Regions from separate parts of the Rattus norvegicus genome. Here region 2 is linked to region 1. The links are chromatin contacts, called in public Hi-C maps. All regions are on one chromosome and are shown on one strand. The core of a region is the stretch at or near the end of the contact, and the rest is flanking DNA. Distances in the headings are between cores, read along the strand shown.

The links. Hi-C and Micro-C count contacts between places; a contact is called where the count stands out from the background.
Region 2: a contact with region 1 is called in a Hi-C map of liver, with 2.2 times the contacts expected there. The contact joins the promoter of Prpf38b here to the enhancer-like site in region 1. A contact is called at or near these places in 9 of 12 Hi-C or Micro-C datasets (the A7r5 cell line, the Rat2 cell line, kidney and 4 more) and 1 of 1 datasets of contacts at active chromatin or transcription factors (oligodendrocytes).

The regions. Positions count from the first base shown.
Region 1 is chr2:199,203,930-199,207,284 of GRCr8, reverse strand. Fndc7 (fibronectin type III domain containing 7) reads left to right here. Exons shown (of 13, transcript NM_001107717.2): 7 at 1,039-1,296; 8 at 2,481-2,735. Among named protein-coding and RNA genes, the nearest start is that of Mir6314, 12 kb to the left of the region's middle. Within about 2 kb of position 1,719, at least 4 of the 93 cell types and tissues checked have an H3K27ac peak or open chromatin away from gene starts, as enhancers often do. A contact at or near this core is called in liver, where this site is marked.
Region 2 is chr2:199,248,795-199,251,835 of GRCr8, reverse strand. It overlaps Prpf38b (pre-mRNA processing factor 38B), which reads left to right and starts at 1,498. Exons shown (of 6, transcript NM_001024305.2): 1 at 1,498-2,051. The coding sequence starts at 1,776.

The DNA of each region.
Region 1 (3,355 bases), core at 470-2,969:
AGCAGGATGATAGATGCGGTGGCCAAGATGCTCCGCACTGCAGAGGGCTTTTGAGTAGGACCCCTGAGATTAGGTCCGACTTGACCTGTGAGTTAGTCATACAGTAGGATGATGATGTGTGTCCGCCACTGCGAATGGGACGGATATTAACAATATAGGTGGAAAAGACTTGGCATGTGATGGAGCGGAATGTAAATATTTTATCTGCATTATTATTATGTCATTATTAGCATCTGTTATCTTGGTAGCCATCACTGCCCTCCTCCTTTACGCTTGCCTCTTACAGAAGTGATTGTGCTCTGTTTGTCTCTCTGGCATCAATGCTAATCACGGTGTGGTTGGCACAGAGAGATGCTAGGTCTTTGAAGAATGGTTGAGTGAGTGTCTTTGAAATGAATTGTTTACAGAATATTATAATTCTAAAATGTGCTAAGGGTGGATTATGATAAATTTTACCAGGGTGAGGGAGATAAGTAATTGGTGTTTTGGGAATTTAGAGAAGGTTGTCAACAAGGCCTCAAGAGCACAGGAGTGGCCTAGAACTGGAGTTCAAGAATGGATGGAATGTAGGCGGGCAAGAACACCAGAGATATTGAAAGCGGTGCTAGGTGTCTGTCGGTGGGGTTCTTTGGGGCCTCCCCTAAGATTTACTAATACACTTATCAACTCTGTGCACTCCTTCCCCATCCTTATCTGATTTAGTGTCTAGGTGGACTGACAGGACTTGAGGACTCAGGTTCAGCATGACTTTTATCAAACAAAAGGGATCAGATTCTCTAGCAGAGAGACCAAAAGTCTTCCAGGCATAGAGAATCGAGAGCACAGGTCGGGTGCAGACCTGAGAGGTCTGCTGCTCCCTTGGAGACAATGGTGAGGATTTGCCCCAGGTGCGGTGAGAATCAGGTCAAGGTTGGGGCTGACCAGTCGGTCCTCTTGCAGTCATTTAGGAGGACAGTAGCAGAGGGTCTGGTCATGGGGAGGTTAAGACTCGATCCCCCTGGTGGCTCCTGTAATGACCTTGGTCTCCTCTGCTTTCAGCTCCTTGTTGTCCTAGTGACATTAGCCCAGTGTTGGTGTCCAGTGACAGGGTGGAGATTGCCTGGTCTCCTGTGCGTGGTGCTGAACTCTATGAAACCAAGGCCATAGCTGGATACAGCGTTGTGGCGTGCAACGACACTGCTCCTGCTTGCACTCTCTCTGCTTTGGATTGTGACACCAAGTACAATGTCACAGTGTATTCCTTCAGTGAGGTCCGGGGCAGCAATCTGTCATGCTCTTCCCACTTTATCACAACAGGTACTGTAGGCCATCACTCACTGATGTCTCCATTGTCACCCTTGCTCTATGCCTCAGAATGGCTATGCAGCCAGGTCTACAGAAAAAGGGGCTGGGGAGGGGGCTCAGCTCTTGAGAGTGTTTACTATTCCTGCAGGGGATATAAGTTCAGGTGCCAGAACCCACATCAGGAGGTTTACAACCTCCTGTAACTACGTCCAGCTCCAGTGATCTGATGCCCTCTTCTAGCCTCTGTGGGCACTGCATGCATGTGTCCAAACCCACACTCAAGACAGAGGCAGAGAAGAAACTGTGGAAAGACGGTAACAGAGGAGCTCATGGAGAGTGAGGGTGGTTCTGGCCTAGTTACCAACCCCAGCTATTGGGTTCCTTTTGCCTGGAGACTGCCTGCCTGCACGCCAGGAGGTGTGCAGGTGTTTATCTTGGATATTATTTGAGGTTTTAAAGTTCAAAATGCTCCATTTTTCCAGTTGGCCCAAGGCTGCAGGAACCTAATGCTCTCTGCCAACATCAACAGTTTTCTGAGGAAAGGTTCTGTGAATCTGACCTGTGTACATGTATGCTTGAAAACTGTGGTTTGGGGTTTTTTGTAAGAATATTATTTAATTTTTCACAATGTCATACATACATGATATATTTTATCACTCTGTTATCGTCCTCTTTCAATCCCTTCCCTCCATCAGGTAGTGTTTTAAAAAAATAAAGCAAACTTAGCTTACCCCCTCTCCTTTTGAGATAGGTCTCTTTAACCTAGGGTTGCCTTAAACTCACAGAAATCCTCTTGCTTCAGCTTACAGAGACTAGGATTGTAGGCATGGCATAAGCCACCATATTTGGTTCCATTTCAATGTATTCTTTATTTTTTTTGAAGTGGGTCTTATAAAGCCCAGGTTTCTTAGGCTCACTGTGTAGCCAAAGATGATTCCTGGTCCTCCTGCCTCTCCCTCCCAAATGCTGGGACTCAAGGCCTGGGTTTCCCAGCCTAGTTTATACAGTGCTGGGAACAAAACCCAGGACTTCGTGAATGCTAGGCAGGTCCTCTACCTACTGATCCATACCCTACAGCCCTGATGGTCGTTTTGCTAGATGTAGAAGGGAGCAAGTAGAAGAATACATTTGAGACCAAATGGCACATGGGGTATATTTGACTCCGATGTTTTAATTACTAATCTAATACTTCTTAGCTCCTTGCAGTCCTGAAATAAAAAATATTTCGAAGGATGCATTCTCTATGATCAATGTGCACTGGCGGTCGACTAATGAAGGAGCCACTTACACAGTGACGGCCCAGGGGAAGAAGGGGTTGTTCCGGTGCAGCAGCACAGGGGAGACCTGCAGGATGGGGGGCCTGCCCTGCGGCTCCGTGTTCTCTGTCACTGCTGTGGCCGAAACTCAGGCAGGAAAGAGCCTACCCAGCTACAGTGTGCCCCTGGAGACAGGTACGTAGCAACATCAACCCGGTGAGTCCTTAGGAATTGCTTTAAGGCATGAATTTTATTTAATCTGCCCCAAATATGATGAAAATGCAATGTCCGGTGTCCTTTCAAAGAGCCCCAGTCTTAGAGGAAAAAAACTTTTGACATTTTACATGTTTTATAAACATATTGTCAGAAGCCCCCTGTCTTGCCAACGTTCACTTCAAAGGAACAAAACACTGGCCCTAGAGAAACATTCCTTAGAGTTGATATTCTCCCAAGACACTGTCAAAACAGCTAACAAGAAACCAAAGGAGCTTATTTACTACTCATGTCTCTGGTTGAGCCCTTCCAAATTTCTCTCTAAAAACCACTTTCTGAGTTTAGTGTCTAGGGCTGGACAGACAGGCCAGTGGTTTAAAGGCATTTACTGCTCTTGGAGAGGACTTGAGTTAAGCTCCAAGCACCTAAATCCAGGGGCAAACAACAATGTGCAACTCTAGCTTCAGGGATCCAACGCCCTCTTCTGGCCTTCATGGAGAACTACACTCATGCACACTCGCGCGCGCGCACACACACACACACGCACACACACACACGCACACACGCTTAAAATAAAATAAATATTTTTAAAAAGTGCTTTC
Region 2 (3,041 bases), core at 249-2,748, 45 kb before region 1:
TTTTAAATTATATATGAACTATTTTCTTTTTCCAGTGATGGGGCTAAAACTCTTGCTTGCTAATAGAGTTTTTACCTTTGATGTACATCCTCAGCCCCTAATGCTTATGTACATGAGTGAGCATAGGAGAACAAACATATGTTGGCATTAAACTAATGCTGCCCATGCTAAACACGTCTTCTATCATTGAACTACACCAATAGCCTGATTCTTCTTAAAGTTGGATTACTATATAGCCCAGACTAGTCTCAGCCTCTTGATTGTTCTGCCTCCGTCTCTGGAATGCTGGCATTTCAGATGTGGTCATGAAAACTAGCCTAGCCTGATTTAAATAAATACACCCTTGGTTTAAGCATTATTACATTCCTAATGTTTAATTCACACATTATGGACATTTTATTGCCACTGCTCCCCAAGACATATCCTCCCAGCTTCCTGCCAACTGTACCATTTACCATCTCTAAGCCAGATTTTGTTTTCTATGCTCAAGCTATCTTCTGCCCAAATCAGGCTTATTAGATGGTAAATAGTAGACAGTCAGAGCTCTCTGCAGTCTCTTAACTCTCAAACGCTATTAATCTTAAATTATCAGTAGCCTCTGCCAGCAGACACTGTGATTACTTTCACACCTTTTCTCCATTTCCACTCCCCACTCCCTTAACTGAGGCCTAGCCCAGTACAACGGTACCATAGAACTATCATATCACTACATGTGGTGGTTCACGACCAAAATCCCAGTATTTCGAAGGCTGTGGCAGAAAGACTGTTCTGAGTTTGAGGCCAACCTGGGCTACATGCTAGCCTCAGCCGCAGTGAGACCCTACCTAAAAATATAATAGATTTGATTCGATGGAAGCACTCCAGGCAGGGTAGCAGATTTTCTGTTTGGTTGTTTGAGACTGGGTCTCTCTAGGTAGCCTTGGCTTCAGACTCACAGATCCATCTGCTCCTTCTTCCCCAGCACTGGAACTAAAGCGGACGCCACCACACCCAGTTGAGAGTACTTAAACGCTCACAACCCAGTTAAAATATTATCCTAATATTAGGAGAAAAAAATGGGGCCGTCTACGACTTTCGGTAGGACACTATTACCTCTGCGAAAGCCTCAAGGACTCTTATCGGAGTCAATTCCCTGACTCTACTAGTCCTTCTGGAGAATCTTAACAAAATTAACTCAGGAGACCTCGACCACTCCGCAGGAGTCAGTCACGCATTAGCCCAGAACATAAATGCCACGAGACCCCTCTTCCTGTCTCGAGAAAAATCAAACTACCGATGCAAACTCTAAAACATAGCAACTGTGTCTAGACCCCTTTACCCCTGAGCCAAATTCCCAGGAGAAAGACAAGAGCCCAGCACTCAGACCACCGAAGCCGATCCTACGCGCAGCGACCTCGCGCAACCAGGAAAAGGAATCGCCTGCGCACACGAGCGGCTCTGATTGGTCACGGACTTAGCTCGAACGCCGGGACGTGTCGCGTCACTTCCGCTGAGCCCGCCATCTTGTTCCCAGGGGCAGTTGGCGGAAGAGATCGAGCTCCTTGGCTGCCCGTTCTGCCTTGCGTCTGGACTTCTCGCAGCCTGTGTTTGGTGTCCGTCTTGAGCCCGGGGTCCTTGTGTCGGCGTCCCAGTTGCAGTCCCTCGCTCGGCTGGGGCACAACGCGGCGGGCTCTTTGCCCCGACGGCCTTCCATGGAGTAGGTCCAGGACCGTTGTCCCGAAGAGCGCGATCGAGCTTGGCCCCCCTCCTCCCGCCCTCCTTCCTGCCGCGGCAACATGGCTAACAACAGCCCCGCGCTGACCGGCAACTCGCAACCGCAGCACCAGGCGGCTGCGGCCGTGGTCCAGCAGCAGCAGCAGTGTGGCGGCGGCGGCGCCACCAAGCCGGCGGTGTCGGGCAAGCAGGGCAATGTGCTGCCGCTGTGGGGCAATGAGAAGACCATGAACCTCAACCCCATGATCCTCACCAACATCCTGTCGTCGCCTTACTTCAAAGTGCAGCTCTACGAGCTCAAGACCTACCACGAGGTGGTGGACGAGATCTACTTTAAGGTACGCATCCTCTAGGCCTCGTGTTGGGGGTAAGTTCGCCAGAGCGGGTTGTCGGATGCCGTGGATGCGCCCCCTTTCCCTCCCTCCTGAGACCTGAGGATTTGGGGGAGGGGGAAAGTTGGCGGAGGGAGAAGCGAGGCTTGGGGATGGTTTGGGACGGGTCGGGCTAGGGTCGCCCTCTTTTTCCTTTTCAGGTTTTGTTTTTTGTTCTGCTTTTTTTTTTTTCTTTTAATAGCCGGGCGATCCCGCCACAATCGATCTTTAACCTACCACAACCTCCTGCCTATCTCTAGGGAGCTGTTGGGCAAGAATTCTAGGGGAGAGGAGAAAAGTAATACCAGAAGCCTGTCCAACTTCACCATTTAAAAAATGACTCCTTTTTACCTGTGTCGACTAAGCACTAACTTGGTGCTTCTGCTGCTGCCCCTCGGGCCAGCGGAATTACTGAAGTAATTACTTCAATGTCGGCCTCGTGTTCTTCGTTAAACTCCAATCCAGACAGAAATTGGCCAGTGAGTGTGTCGGGTGGGCTGGAAGGGTTGAGGGTGGCGTGGTGTGCCAGGGCAAAGAGGTGTACAGAAGGCCTGGAAATTTTTCCCAGTAGGAAGTCAGGAGTCTGAGGTCTCAGCTACCTGTGCATTGGGCATAATTAGAATGATCTGGGCCCTGGGCTTCTGCGGCAGGGTCGGTGCTGGCTTGGCTGTGCTGGGGAGCTCACCTGGCGCCTCCTCACTGCACTCTTGTCTCAGTTCTTGTTTCGTTAGCAGGATTGACTCAGTCTTGCAGCGAGGCTCGGAGCAGCCCAGGGTCGCAGGTAGAGGTATGCACTATTAATCATGCTCAATCGCCATAAATGCATTTCCCTGGTTAAATGAATGGCTAATTAGGTTTATTTTTCTGTTTGGTTTTGGGCCATTGATTTTGGTCTCACTAACTAGATTCTCCACTTCCCTACAAATTAGGTAGTTTAAAAAATACCTTCCAGGCCTC